2 separate regions of the Bos taurus genome follow, and region 1 is linked to region 2. The links are chromatin contacts, called in public Hi-C maps. All regions are on one chromosome and are shown on one strand. The core of a region is the stretch at or near the end of the contact, and the rest is flanking DNA. Distances in the headings are between cores, read along the strand shown.

Evidence for each region. Hi-C and Micro-C count contacts between places; a contact is called where the count stands out from the background.
Region 1: a Hi-C map of liver shows a contact between it and region 2, with 2.5 times the contacts expected there. The contact joins the promoter of LOC132342072 here to the promoter of PURB in region 2. A contact is called at or near these places in 2 of 11 Hi-C or Micro-C datasets (blood and liver).

The regions. Positions count from the first base shown.
Region 1 is chr4:76,843,303-76,846,670 of ARS-UCD2.0, forward strand. It overlaps LOC132342072 (2-oxoglutarate dehydrogenase complex component E1-like), which reads right to left and starts at 1,354. Exons shown (of 24, transcript XM_059885919.1): 1 at 1,328-1,354.
Region 2 is chr4:76,664,014-76,667,462 of ARS-UCD2.0, forward strand. It overlaps PURB (purine rich element binding protein B), which reads left to right and starts at 1,947. Exons shown (of 1, transcript NM_001206632.1): 1 at 1,947-3,449. The coding sequence starts at 1,960. The coding sequence ends at 2,874.

The sequences.
Region 1 (3,368 bases), core at 104-2,603, 180 kb after region 2:
TTACAGTGCAAGCAAGACTTCATCCAGGCCATTTATCCTTTTAAAGCTGCTCAGAGCCCAAACCTGGGAGTCAGCCTCTACTTCCTGCTTCAAAGTACAGGTAAAACAAAGCAGAGAAACCCCAGGACAAAAGAGAGTTCACACCTCAGGTCTGAGTCACCTCTCCTCTGTCATGGGTGAAGGGCAGAGAGAGCAAGTTCTTGTCTATACTCAGTGTCTCGCCACCAGTTTTCTACCAAGCTTCGTTACACAACTTACACTGACTCAGGTAGCCTTGCGAAAGGAAAAGGGTGTTCCTCGAGGAAACGCGCTTCATCTCAACATGAACTACCATATCCCTGGAAGAAAGAAGCGTACTGACTACAGTAGGGTACTGCAAGCTAGTCTGCCCATTAAGGGTGTTGCCCCCAAAGAGTTCACAGGGAGGATGGGTACTCTGGGTACTAAGCATGGAGGGATCCTGAGTATTTGGGCACTGAGCGCGCATGCAGCAGAGAAACCTGTCCATTAAGAGTGTCACCCTGAAGAGCACAGAGAATAGAAACGATGAGTGCTGAGTACAGTAAAGGTACTGAGGATAGTGGAGGTACGAAGTGCTGGAGGGTAATTCACTCAGGGTTCACCCCCGAAGAGCGCAGGGAGGATGGGTATGGGGGTACTGAATACACAGGATACTGTGGGCTAAGCCGCTCCTCAAGGGCGTCACCCCAAGGAACACAGGAAGGATGAGTACGACAGAGAAGTACTGCAAGACAGAGGGGTACTGCACAGTAATCTGTTCCTCAAAGGGTCGTCCCAGGGGCGAAGGGTCAGTCCGGACAGAAGCCGACCAGCGTCTTCGCGCTCTGGGAAAAACGAATGCCCACAATTCACAGCTGGTTCTTCAAGGGCGCGCCACCCTTCCAGCCGTCCAGGCTGGGAGAGGACACAGCCTGACGACTCCCACGTGACGCCTCCTCGACCTTGGGGGTCACCCCTGCCGCTGCGCCCGTTCCCTCACATCCGCCGCGCAGCCCACCCCTCTGCCCATCACAGCCAATGGCTTGCCGCTCCGCGCCCCGCGCGACCTCTGCGCTCGCCCGCACCCGCCAATCTCCGCCCGCCAGGAGGCGCCCCCTGCACCATTGGCTGCCACGTCCGTCTGTCAGGCTCCGTCCCACCCACCTCCCCCCGTCAGCCCCGCTCCAGCCAGCTCCACTCCCTGTCACCGGGGCGGCGGCGACAACGAGGGTGCGGCGGCCTTACCCCATGCCAAGACCCTCGCCGCCTGCCTGACCGGCGCGGAGCCTCCCAAATCCGGCGAGACCCAGCCGCCGCGCAAGCCTACCTGTCTCCGGCTCAGCTCCACCCGAATGAGGCGCCGACACCCCACTCCGGGGCACCAAACTCTCGGCCCCGCCTCAGCGTGTGGCGTCAGCACGCCGCCCCGCCCTAAGACGAGAGGGGCCGCCCCAACCTCGTGAGCGGAGTCTTGACGTCACAGAGTCGCGCCCACAACTCCGGTGGCTCGGCCTTGGGGCGGTAGTGTTAGCTCCGGGGTTGTAGCTTGCTTTTGGCACGTCGGGTCCTGACCGGCTTGCGTGACAGTTCTGAAAGGGGTCTGCATGTTGCTAAGTACTGTCTCCTGCAGTAAGCTGTCCGGAGTCCTTTGATGGAGAACTGACCTGGTATGTGATGTCAGAAACAAACCTTGGTCGGCAGTGCGCGCTTGAGGCGCCGCAGGCAGTGACCCACGGAGTGAGAACCAGGAAGTCCTAACCCTGACACTAGGTTTTCCCAAAGTAGGCAACGGGCTCGCGGGAGTCTTCACTTGGTACATGGATGGTTTATTATGCCATTTCATCGAATACCAAGTGGTCATCCGCTTTTAGATGTTATTTTACTTACTGCTGAGAAAGGGAAAGAACAAAAACACTTTTACTAGGACACCTCAATCGTAGATAGAGCACTATTTTCAAAATGTGGAGGACAAAAATCTCAATTTTGTTGAGATATGGTAAGTTGTAAGCAATCACATACAGAGAAAGTCCTTTCAGTTCTTCAGTCTTTATTAGCAAGGGAAAAGCCTCATTTAATGCTAAAGTGTCTTTAATTCCATTTTTTCTTCTTTCCCTTTTCTGACCAAGATAAAACAGGCTCACAACTTTTGGTGGACAATAATATACGTAGAAGTTACTTGGTCTTCCTGATTTGTGATAGGTTATCTTTGAGATATACGGCAAGTAATAGGTTTTCTGATTTACTGTAATGCTAAAATTTTTCTTTTGTAATAAAAATGTCCATTTTAAAACTATAGTAACTAGATACTAGTATGGAAAGGTGGCATCCAAATGACTGACAGGAGGGAAAGGCTTTTCCACACTGTCTTGAATTGTTCCTCCGTGTTTATTCCCCACAATTTAAAGGCAAGGACTGTGTCATGTGGCATAGCCGGGGATACTGGGGTGACAAAGGGCAGTCATCTGGTCATAGGGATCTGACCTTGAAAGCTCCATAGAGGACACAGGTGTCTGAATCTGGGCCGAAATTCAGACAGATTTTGCCACCTGCTGGCAAGTATGATACAGACTTGTAGCAAAATTTCTTCAGTGAAGTAAGTGAAAGTCGCTCAGTCCTGTCTGACTCTTTGGGACCCCATGGACTATACAATCCATGGAATTCTCCAGGCCAGAATACTGGCGTGGGTAGCCTTTCCCTTCTCCAGGGGATCTTCCCAACCCAGGGATCAAACCCAGGTCTACGGCATTGCACGCTGATTCTTTACCAGCTGAGCCACCAGGGAAGCCCACATTTCTAAAAGAGAAAGGCAAAGTAGAGGTGGGCTTTTTTTTTTTTCTTTTGTTTTTTAAGTAGGGAGTAAGGGGCTTCCCTGAGGCTCATTAGTAAAGAATGAGCTTATTGCTCCTGCAGTTCAGGAGCCTCTGGTTCTATCCCTGGGTCAGAAAGATCCGCTGGAGGAGGAAATGGTAACCCATTCTGGTATTCTTGCCTGAAAAATCCCATAGACAGAGAAGCCTGGTGGGCTGCATTCCAGAGGGTTGCAAAGAGATGGATACAACTGAGTGACTGAACACACACACACACACACATCAGTGCGTGTGAGAACAAAGTTAGGCTGATACGTGTTCTGAGGATTTGAAGACTAGGAGAAAGTGAAGGAACCAAGGAACAAACCAGTATTTTTTTTTCTTTCTCTTTTTATTGTGGTAAAATATAAGAAAAAATTTGTCTTTTTAAAGTACAATTTAGTGGCATTAATCACTTTACAATGTTGTGCAACCATAACCACTATCTATTTTACCATTCCAAAGAGAAATTCACAGGAAGCTGAGCGTGGTGCTCTGTGACAGCCTAGATGGGTGGGATCT
Region 2 (3,449 bases), core at 697-3,196:
AGCAATGTGTCTAACTCATTAAATAGGATTTGACATTAAAACTGAACTGATAAGGAATGAATATATGGGTAGAAAGTCCTTCACATGAACTGAGTGTTGGGGTCCCCTATGCAGAAAGTGGTTTGGTTAGCAAGAAATTAGAGGAGCTTCATGGACATCTTTTATGAAGGTTAAGTGATGCCTGACATCAGATTTCTTCCCTAGGGATTTCATATGTCCAAATTCACTCCAAGACTGAAATGTTCAAGACCCCAAATCTGATGCTTTCCCCTGGACTCTTCTGTGTTTAGTTGAGAGGTATTACTCTAATTTTGTTTGGGTCTTTTTTATGAATCAGGATGAAGAGTGATTAAACACTTGGGGAGGGGCTTCCCAGTGGTTAGGTCTCAGAACTTCCAGTATAGGGAACACAGGCTGGAGAAGTAATATCCCTCATGACACATCCAAAAAAAGAAAAAGAAAAACTTGGGGAGTGCTTCTTCTGTGCCAGGTGAAGTGCTTTATGTGCATTATCTCACTTAATTCTTATAGCAACTCCACAAGATAGTTACTATTATTCCTATTTAACAAGTTATGCAACTAAGGCTTAAGAGGTTAATTGACGTACCCAAAACCTCACAACTAGTATGGGATTCAGACCCAGGCAGAATGACTCTTAGCACACGCCTCCCCCCATCAAAAGATACACATTTTACTTTTTTTTTTTTAATATTTATTTATTAGGCTGGGCTTCCCTGGTGGGTCAATTGGTAAAGAAGCCGCCTTCAACGCGGGAGACCTGGGTTCAATCCCTGGGTTGGGAAGATCTCCTGGCGACGGGAACAGCTACCCACTCCAGTATTCTGGCCTGGAGAATTCTATGGACTGTACAGTCCATGGGGTTGCAAAGAGTAGGACAAGACTGAGCGACTTTCACTTTCACTTTTTTTGGCTGTTGCCGGTCTTAGTTGCAGCATTGAAATCTTTAGTTACCACAAGTGAACTCTTGGTTGAAACATGTGGGATCTAGCCCCCTATATTGGGAGCATGGAATCTCAGCCACCAAACCACCAGGAAGTCCCACTGTTCACTTTTTAAATCCATTCCTGTTTCTCCACACAATGTAACACATGAAACAAGTATTCTTCCAAGTTAACGTGTAAAACGGTTACCAGTCCCTGTACGTACGTGCTTTATAAAAATTAACTCCTTTCCTAAACTCCATCCCCACTACCACTACTTAGTTCAGGCCATCATTTTATCTTACGCCACTGAGACGGTGATGATGATGTTACCAAGCATGTTCCAGGCACTATGTACAGTATTCCACGAACTAAGAGTACGTATTTATTGAGCACTCACTATAACTCAGTCATTATGCTAAATATCACTCACGGATTCTTATACAGCAATCCTATTAGGTTAGTTTTGTTTTGAGTACCCCAACATCTTCCTCTCTTTAATTCCTCTCGTAAATAATAACTGTAGTCCGGTATAATCTCCCTAGAATAAACCGCATTTATTTAAAGCGTAGTTTGAATCACTTTCGGCTATCTGTAAAACCACCACCACAAACAAGATGCAGACTGTTTCCGTCGCCCGTAAGCTTCCAGAGTTCCTTCCCAGTTTGGGTCTCCAGGATCCCCAGACCCCCGCGGACCCGTGACGTCACTGCCCTGCGCCCCGCAGCCGCCGCCTCGCGCGGCGTTTCCGGCAGCAGGAACGTGGGGGCGGGGCGGGGCGGCGTCACGGAGGCGCGCGCCGGAAGCTGGCCCGGCGGAAGTGGCGGGGCGGGGCGCGGGGGCGATGGGGGGGCGGCGGCGGCGGCTGCCGGCGATGAACAGCGGGAGCGCGTGAGCGGGCCGGCGAGCGAGGCTGGGGGGCCCGGGAGAGCGAGCCGCAGGGCGGAGGGCAGGGGCGCGAGCGCGGCGGGCGGCGGGCGGCGGCCTGGGCGCGGCGGCGGCGGCGGCGGCCGAGAAGATGGCGGACGGCGACAGCGGCAGCGAGCGCGGCGGTGGCGGGCCCGGCGGCTTCCAGCCCGCGTCCCGCGGCGGCGGCGAGCAGGAGACGCAGGAGCTGGCCTCGAAGCGGCTGGACATCCAAAACAAACGGTTCTACCTAGATGTGAAGCAGAACGCCAAAGGCCGCTTTCTCAAGATCGCCGAAGTGGGCGCGGGCGGCTCCAAGAGCCGCCTTACGCTGTCCATGGCGGTGGCCGCCGAGTTCCGTGACTACCTGGGCGACTTCATCGAGCATTACGCGCAGCTGGGCCCCAGCAGCCCGGAGCAAGTGGCAGCGGCGGCGGGCGCCGAGGAGGGCGGTGGGCCGCGGCGCGCGCTCAAGAGCGAGTTCCTGGTACGCGAGAACCGCAAGTACTACCTGGACCTCAAGGAAAACCAGCGCGGCCGCTTCCTGCGCATCCGCCAGACGGTCAACCGCGGCGGCGGTGGCCCGGGACCCGGCGGCCTGCAGAGCGGCCAGACCATTGCGCTGCCCGCGCAGGGCCTCATAGAGTTCCGCGACGCGTTGGCCAAGCTCATCGACGACTACGGCGGCGAGGATGACGAGCTGGCGGGGGGCCCGGGCGGCGGCGCCGGAGGCCCTGGGGGCGGCCTGTACGGGGAGCTCCCAGAAGGCACTTCCATCACGGTGGACTCCAAGCGTTTCTTCTTCGACGTGGGCTGTAACAAGTACGGAGTGTTCCTGCGCGTGAGCGAGGTGAAGCCGTCCTACCGCAACGCCATCACGGTCCCTTTCAAGGCCTGGGGCAAGTTCGGGGGCGCGTTTTGCCGATATGCGGATGAGATGAAAGAGATCCAGGAGCGGCAGAGGGATAAGCTTTATGAGCGACGCGGCGGGGACGAGTCAGAGGGAGAGGAGGTGGATGAGGATTGAAACTCGCGGCTTCCTCCCTTACGGGCCTCCCCACCCCACCACCGTCTCCTTGGCTAGAGAACTCCCCTTCCTGTTCATCCCCAGTGAGCTAGTGGAGGGGAAGCAAGGGAGGCCCCGGAGGGGGAAAACAAAATTTTAAATAATATAGTTAATTAAGAGAAATAACCGTAAGAAAACAGTCAGGACAATTAGAGAAAAGCAGTAAAGTTCCAAGGAATTGACAGTAATCTGCAAAGAGAGGACAACAGCGTCTCCTCACCTGAGCAGAAGTCTCAGCTTCTCTTCCTTCCCAGCTAAGGTTCCTAAATCCATCAGGATAACCCTGGATGGGATAGATCCTTGCACGCTGGCCAAGGAACACCTCATCAGTTACCCAGACCCGTTGATGACAGCTCAATTTGTGTTATATTTGGGTAACTTGATCTAAAGATCTTTCTAGACCTCATTGTTGCAGTGTCTATCCCTTCACCTCCATTGAAATCAGCGTTTTGGATCTAGATCTTCATGGAATTCTTGTGAAGAGAGAGGCCTTTGCAGTTACCCAGTCCTGAGGGTACAAGTTTCATGAAAAGGAA